Linked DNA regions of Canis lupus: region 1 is linked to region 2. A link is a contact called in public Hi-C data. All regions are on one chromosome and are shown on one strand. Each heading gives the region's core, a stretch centred on a gene start, on an enhancer-like site or on the middle of the called end of the contact. The rest is flanking DNA. Distances are from core to core; before and after follow the strand shown.

Evidence for each region. Hi-C and Micro-C count contacts between places; a contact is called where the count stands out from the background.
Region 1: a Hi-C map of blood shows a contact between it and region 2, with 4 times the contacts expected there. The contact joins the enhancer-like site here to the promoter of BACH2 in region 2. A contact is called at or near these places in 4 of 9 Hi-C or Micro-C datasets (amygdala, blood and skin fibroblasts).

The regions. Positions count from the first base shown.
Region 1 is chr12:49,834,517-49,838,882 of UU_Cfam_GSD_1.0, forward strand. No RefSeq gene overlaps it. Among named protein-coding and RNA genes, the nearest start is that of MAP3K7, 120 kb to the right of the region's middle. Within about 2 kb of position 2,070, at least 2 of the 20 cell types and tissues checked have an H3K27ac peak or open chromatin away from gene starts, as enhancers often do. A contact at or near this core is called in blood, where this site is marked.
Region 2 is chr12:49,675,362-49,679,159 of UU_Cfam_GSD_1.0, forward strand. BACH2 (transcription regulator protein BACH2) reads right to left here and starts at 2,250. Exons shown (of 7, transcript XM_038554737.1): 1 at 2,045-2,250.

The DNA.
Region 1 (4,366 bases), core at 820-3,319, 160 kb after region 2:
TTTTCTGATTCTTAGAATATTCAAGTTGGCAGTGTCTTGGCATTCATGTATATAAAGTTTCTTCTGTTTCAACTTTGAGGATCTTCCATCTTAGGACTCCTCTTTGTGGGGGGAGGGGTAAGTTTTAAATTTTGAAATAATTTCAGAATTTCTGAAAAGTTGCAAGAATAGTGCAAAGAATTCCTATATACCCTTTACCCAGATTCTCCAATGGTTACCAAGTTCCCACATTTGCTCTATCATTTTCTCTCTGCACTATACATATTTATTAGTTTTCGTCTGCACCATTTGAGAGTAAGTTGCAACATGAAGCCCCTTTACTCCTACATACTTCAGTGTGTATCTTACTCTGAAAAGTATTGCACTTCAATGCTGAAAAAAGAAAAAGCAGATAAGCAAAAAGAAGGAAATTAAAATCCATCTGGATTCTTTCTACCCAGAAATAAGCATTTTGCTGTATATGCTTCCAGTTCTTTTCTATGCATATATTCAAATTTCTTACACAAATGTGACATTATGTATACAGTTCTAAGCCCTGCTTTTAGAGGAGGCTCTGTAGCACAGCGGGAGAGCTCTGGTCCTGGAGTCAGTCTGGGTCCCAACCCCTTGTGTACTACTCACTATCTGTATTCACTTCCTGTGGCTGCCGTAACAAATGACCACAAACCGGGTGGCTTAAAACAACAGAAATGTATTGTCTCATTGTTCAGGAGTCCAGAAGCCTAAAACCAAAGTGTCTGCAGGGCTGGTTCCTTCGGGAGCTCCGAGTGAGAATCTACCTGTTGCATATACCTCTCTCCTCTACCTTCTGGCAGCTGCCAAGTAACCCCTGGGATTCCCTGGCTCCAAGTAACTCCAATCTCTGCCTCCATCCTCACGTAGACTTCTACCCTCTGGTGTCCCTAGGTGTCTCAGACTGCTCTCTCCCTTCTCATATAAGGATACCAGTCATTGAACCCAGAATGACTTCATCTTGAGATCCCTAATTAATCACCTCTTCAAAAACCCTGTTTCTAAATAAATAAATAAATAAATAAATAAATAAATAAATAAATAAAAAAAACAAAACTCTGTTTCTAAATAAGGTCACATTCTGAGGTTCAGAGTGGACATGAATTACAGGGGGGCGCTATTTATTTCATGATACCATGGGCGCTATGTTCATGGATAAGGGCTTTTACCTTCCTTCGCGTAAGTTCCTGGGTGTTTTAAATGTAACAATACACGTGAACCAATTAGCAGTATTATCTAGCACATAGTAAGCATTGAATGAATTCTAACTATTGGTTATGGCAATAATGTGATTATAACATTATTTATTCAATCAATAGCCTATTTGCTATTTAGATCTTTTCCAGTTTTTTGTTATGATCAGCTCCTAATAAATATCCTTGTGACTTTATTTTTGTAAAATTTTCACATGTTTATGATGATTTCCTTAGCATAACTTCATAGGCAGAGGTCACAAAATTCTAAGGCTTTTGATTTAATAATTCCTTTCTTGGACCACATGGTCTTATGATTGACTTCCCTTGTCCATTTTAGGAAATCATCTTTGGCACAGCAGTCTGGAAACCTTAGTTTTCCCTAAATTATCATTCCTGGAAATACACACCACGCTGAAGGTCTGAGAATGTCAGTGCCTGTTCCCTAGGTGATTCTTCTCCCCTGGGAGCACAGCCTGGCCTAGGAAGGAGGAGCGCGGCAGGCCGTGTCACTGGGGCCAAGGCTGGGTGAGGCACGAGAGGTACCAAATCTGAAGCAAAGCCACTGGATTCTGCAAAGCAGTTTTGAACACTCAGGTAGACGGTAAACCACAACAACCGTGGCAGGAAAACAGCCCACCACAAATAAAAGCCTAAAGCTCCAGCTGACACTCCGGTGTTCACGTCTTAATTAGAAATTGCTCAGCAGTTCAAACCTCCTGGTTCAAAGCCCTCACCACACGTGGAGGAGCCTGAGAGGCTATCTTTCCGGGGGTAACCCTTAGGCCACAGGTGACTCCGGGCCAACCTGCAAGTCCCCTCCCTCTTCCTCCTAGGCACAGAGGTAGAGTAAGCAGAAATGTACGCTGCAGCTGGAGGCCTTTGGTTCCCCATTTTAACTGTGCTCTTCCTTAGGTCAGAAGGCAGAGAGGCTCCTACAAGTGCACCTGCAAACCGGGTCAGAAATAAATCGACTGCAGGCACATCAAGGCACCGGCACCTGACAGTTTCCTCTTGGAGCAAACGCACAAACCTTTAGTCAGCTTCTTTTGACCACAATTAGAAAATATTACCAGTGTAGGTGACCACAAATGGTATTTAAAAACATCTTGACAGTTTGGTGAGGGAGGACAAAATAGAGAAATACTCTCCTCACCCATACACGCCCGGCTTTACTCCACCTCCCACACAAACCTACTTTTCTTTTGATTGACACTTTTGCAAAATAATGTTTGAAATAGTTCTAAAGTCATGAGTTTGGAGGTGAGTGGGTCTATCTGAAAAATCTATATTTAGCTTTGCAACGGGTTTGTGAAAACTTGTTTTTATTTTGATTGTTGTGGGTTCACACCCCTCGAGTTTCGTTTTGACTTTTCGGGTTAAATGAGTTTCAAAACGAAACTCCTCCGATTGTCAAATTTTCCCCCAAGTTTTAATTTAAAAAGCTGGAGGCTTTCTTATTCCATAGATTCTGATTGCTAGCCTTTCTCCAGGATTCCTTTCCTCTCCTGGTTGCAAGCTGAGTATATCCTTCCTGCTGTGTGTTTAATGCCTTTCTTTTCCTTAATGCCTCGGGAAACAATGAGTGAGGCCAAGGGAAAGCCCTTGGTTGGAGTGTCAAAAGAGCTGAGCTCATATTCTTCTTCTTCTCTTTTTTTTTTTTTGAAGATTTTATTTTTAAGTAACATCTACACCCAATGTGGGGCTTAAACTTGCAACCAAGAGATCAAGAGTTCTCTGACTGAGAACTACTGACTGAGCTAACTGGGCGCCCCTTGAGCTCATATTCTTGAACCTGGGAGGCAAAGCAAACTTGGTCAGACACATGCCTCAGTTTCCCCCCTGGAGAAATGGGGTGCAAATAAGATCTCCTCTCTATTTTTCAAGGGTGCCATGACCAGAAAACCAAGTTGAACTTGACTGTCAATTAAGGAATAATATTCCTTCTATGTGAAAGTTGTTGTCATTATAGGGAGAGATTCATCCATCAAATGTTTTTATAACATTCTTGAAGCTTCAAGACTTGATATCAGAAGCTACAAAGTGAATTCTGCTACCTGAGAAAGGGACAGCCTCAGACAGATCCTCTAATTGGCAAAAAGAAGGATAAATTATGAAGCCAATCAAAAGAGAGAAGGTGAATGAGCTAATCAACACTCGATACTTCCCTCTATTGTCATAATTTATTAGGATTATCTTTTTAGGGACACTTGGGTGGCTCAGTGGTTGAGCGTCTTCCTTTGACTCTGGTCGTGATCCCGGGGTCCTGGGATCCAGTCTCGTGTCAAGCACCTGCTTCTCCCTCTGCCTATGTCTCAGACTCACTCTGAGTCTCTCTCAGGAATAAATAAATAAAATCTTTAAATAAAGGATCACTTTTTTAATGTCTGTTAAACATTATACAAAATGTTTAATAAGCTATAGCTATATTCAGCTTACATTAATTTCCTATTGCTGCTGTAACAAGTTACCATAAACTGAGTGACTTTAAGCACAATGCAAATTTATTACTTTACAGTTTAGGTTAGAAGTCTGAAACCAGTTTCAGTGGGGTCAACTCAAGGTGTCTGCACAGCTGTGTCCCTCCCAGAGGCTCCAGGGGAGAATCTGTTTCTTGCCTTTCTCAGCTTCTAAAGGCTGCCTACACTCCTTGGCTTGTGGTCCTGCCTTATTGGGACCTCTCATAAGATTTTGATTTTATGATTACATTGGACCCACCTAGATAATTCAGAATAATCTCCCTATCTTAAGGTCCTTAACTTCATCACTTCTGCAAAGTCCCTCCTGCCATCTCAGGATGACATACTCACAGGTTCCAGAGGTCAGGATGAAGACATCTTTGGCGGGCCCATTGTTCAGCCTGCCACAGGCTATAAAAGCAGGAACCCAATCTCCCCATGCTCAGTATTGATTCGAGGACCTAGCACACACCTGCATCACAGTGGGCACTTAATATACACATAGAATGAATGAAAAAAATAGATTATACCTGCTGTTGGCAGTTCAGTTTATCAGAGGCTTATTGAACACCTACTGTGAGCCAGGCCTGAGGGGTGCAGATAACAAGGAAACTGAAAGGCACAAAAATCAGCCCTGGGTGTCCAGAACCCAGAAGAGCAAGGGCACCGTAACAATTGTTTGTATCCTTGCAGTTTCCCCCC
Region 2 (3,798 bases), core at 1,000-3,499:
TCGATGTATTTTCTGAACCAGAACACTGGAAGGGAAAAACCTCTCAGCCACCACAAGTTTTGCGGTGAAATTATAAACTCCTGAAAAACGGAATCTATAATGGAAACGCTGACAGACCTTTCACTGGAGCAGTTTGAGCGCAACACTGTAATTTAGCAATCTCTCTTACAGACTAAAGACTAATTCTAACAAGATGTCATTTTGACTCACGTTTATTACTACCTGCAAGAATGAAAAATGCCATTTACTCGGGAGCTGCCAGGGAACCAGGGTGGGGCAAATCTCACATCTGAAGCAAGACGCCCGCTGCCTCACCAAAATAGCCCTCTCCCCCACCATCCCCCCCAAAAGAGTGGCAGCCTTTCACGCTCAGCTCCCTTCATGTCAGCCAGGGCTTCGCAGCCCGACATGCCTTTCCTACATGCTACATTTTAATGATCTGAGCAAACCGTTATCAGAGTTAACATCTCTGATTTTACTCTTAAACAGACAAAAGCAAAAATATCTCATTAGGCATCATCTCCGCCAAGGTTCCCACTAGGCAGAAAAGGATCTTTATTCTAAAGTAATTGCCCTTTTGGAGTGAAAGCGGCTCAACAGATGCAATGTGCACACCGAGCGCCTCTGCAGCACCAGACGGTGAAGGTGCAACGCCAGGACCGCCGCGTCTCGCCACCCGCGGGCCCGCGGGGCGTCTGCGGCTCAGCACGGGGTGCGGGGGGGGGGTGCGGGGGGGGTGCGGGGGGGCGCCCTCGTCCCTCCCCTTTCTCGGGGCCACGGCTCGCAGCGACCGCGGGGACCCGGCGCAAGAGCTTGCGAGGCGCGCCTTCTCCGGCCACAGACAAAACCATCCGGGCAGCGTCTACACCGGAACTTCCCCCCAAGTTGTCAAACTCGCCTACACGCCAGAGGGTGCTGGGGATACCCCGCGCGTCCCCAAGCCCCGAAGCCCAGGGGGCGCGGCCCCTTCGCAGGCAGCCGCTCGGCGCGCCTCCTCCCACGGCTCGAGGGCCCGCAAGCCGTCCGCCAGCCCGCGGTGGCCCAGATGCTCACTCGAGGCCCCTCCGCGGGCGGCCGGGGTAGCCGTGAGCGCCGCCCGCCGCCCTCTCCGGCCGAGCCCCCGCCCGAGGGCCGAGGGCCACGGGGCCACCACGGGGCGCCCCGGCGTGGGGGGCGGGGGGGCGTCTCCGGGCAAACTCCTGCTCTAGGTGGAGCTTGCAGACCCAGGTGTGGGGACGAAGAAGAGGGCGTGTGCGCGTTGCACTCCGATTTCATGCACGCTCTCGGGGGGAGGAAGGTGCGGGGCTTCCCGGCCTGACGGGCGAGCCCCGGGCTGGAGCCGCCGGGGCGCAGTCGGACAGCGCGGCCGCCGGCCGGCGGGGAGTCCCACCCATTGCTCCGCGCGGTCCGCGCTGCGCCCCCCCCCCCGGCTTGCCTCTCCCCGGGACCCTAAACTTGGGCTTGGGGGCCGCGCCGGTCGCGGAGGTCCCGGTGCCCAACGGCGGCGCCTGACAGCTGAGCGCGAAGGCGCGGCGGCCGCAGTCCCTGCAGAGCAGCCCCGGGCGCGGACGCCGCGGGCAGGGAGAGGCCGCCGGGCCGGGCCGGGCTCCGGGGCCGGGGGCCGGGGGCCGGGCCGAGGGTCTGACAGCGGCTCCGGCTCGCGCGCCTCCCCCAGCCCGCCCTCCCCAGGCCTGACTTCTTACCCTCTGCTCCTCCTCCCCCTGCTGTTCCAAAACACCCGTCGACGCGAGCAAAATACAATGCCGCGTCGCCCGCCGTAAACAGCCCGGCGAGAGCGCACAGGCGGCGCGGCGCGGCGCGGCTCCCACCCCCTTCCCGTTCCTAGAAAATGCCATAAAAACGGGCAGGGCGCGCTCGGCGGGCGGCTGCGCGCCGGCGGCCGCGACTCCCCTCCGCGCGCGCTTTCCCCGCCGGCCCCGCGCCCCGCGCCCCCGCGCCCCCCGCACACTTGCCCCCGCCGCGCCGCCCCGCCCCGCCCCGCGCCGCGCCCGCCGGGGCCCGGGACCCGGCGCCGGGGACTCACCTCGCCCGAGAACTTTGCGTCCTTTTCCGCCTCCTCTTCCCAGCGTCTTCCCAGCCTGCGGCCGCCCCCCCGCCCCGAGGGAGCCGGCGCGGTGGGCGGTTCGGGGGTCACCGAAAGCTCACCGAGAGGACGCGCATCACATGGCAGCTGGTTCCCAGCCCCCGAGTGTGCCGGGGAGGGGGAGGGGAGGGGAAGGGTCGAGGGAGGCCGGGCGGCCGCGGAGTGGGCAGGCGGGGTGGCGAGGCGGCGGCGGGCGCTCACGTTCGCGCTGCTGCGGCCGCAGCCCGGGCGTGCACGGTCGCTGCTGCTGCTGCTGCTGCTGCTGCTCCGGCGGCGGCGGCGGCGGCGGCGGCTCGGCGCTGTTTGCTCCGCGCCGCGCGGCTCGCGCTCTCCCCGGAACGCCCACACTCTCAATCGCTACATTGTTGACATTCGGCGCTGACGTCACCCGCTCCCCATTCACAATAACTTTACGGGAGCCGGGCAGCGCACCTCCCCGGCCGCTGGGGCGCCGTACGCCCGGCGACTAGCGTAAGCCGCTCCGCGAATGGCGCTCCGGGGGCTGGGGCGGGGGCGGGGGCGCGCGCTCGGCCGGCTCGCGGGAGGGGGCGCGCCTCGGCCGCCGCTGCGCTCCCCGCTTTGTGCAGCCGCGCGCCGAGGACGACCCCCGGCTCCCGGCCGGCCTGAGCGCCTGGCTGGGGCCGGCCTTGTTCGGGACTCGCCAGGGCCCCCCGAAAGGCGACGGTGCGGGGGCGCTGCCGGCGGTAGGGGTGGCAGTGGCACGTGGGGAGGGCTGCAGAGCCCAGGGCCCCAGCGCGGGCAGAGGAACCGAGACCTGGGGCTCCTGGGTCGTCCGGCGTTTCCCAGGAGGGGCGGGAAAAGATGCTCCGCGGGCCCCCACCGAGCCGACCGGGCCCCCTCGTGAGTGGGGGCGGGGCAAGGAAGAGCAGCTTCCGACCCACCCGCTGCGCTGACGTTTGAAGGCTTCACCCCCGGGGCCTCCTGAGCGAGCCTGTAGGCCCCCACGACTTGTTCGAGAAGGGGCGAGAGCAATTGCGAAGTGTAAAGGAAGAGCCTGGCTCTGGGCCCCAGCCCCAACCCCTACTGTGTTCCAGCCTCTCCCCTGCCTCTGAGTCTGGAGGCTGCCTGGGTGTTGCTGCTTCAGGCCGTCGGTGGTGTGGCTGCCCCGTCAGAAGGAAGCTTGGTGGTGGCGAGGATTTTACAGAAAGTAATTAGGACTTAGACTGAACGAACATTTGCAATAAAAGAAGGTTGTGTTAGTGCAGTGCTGGTGCCTGCAACTTTACCCCTGCCAAGGCCGAGAAATTCTGCTGCGTTTCCCTGAACACCTATAACTTGGCCCCCTTGTGTACCGCCAGGATTCCATATTATTACATGTGGTGCTGATTTTTAATGAATATTATAAAACTTTGGCTCGCTCTACTGAGAGGAGGATCATAAATCCCCCCTGTAAAATGGGCACTGGCATATGCTGAGGAAGCAGTGAAGCATTGCCCTGGGAGTCTTGTGATACCAGCCAAAGTGGTATGCCCTGAGCCACCTTCTTTGGAGGGCAGAGTTTTAAAAGGCCCCATTTTGACCGTCTTGGTGGAAAGCTAAGAGATGGACCAAAGGAAGCTGAAAGGGGCCAAGCTAATTTTTCTGACCCCATTGTAGGGCCTGTCCGTGTGGTCTAGAACCACACGGAGAGTTTTTCTCTGCTAGCTTCTAAGGGTTTTCAGATGAAGAGAAGC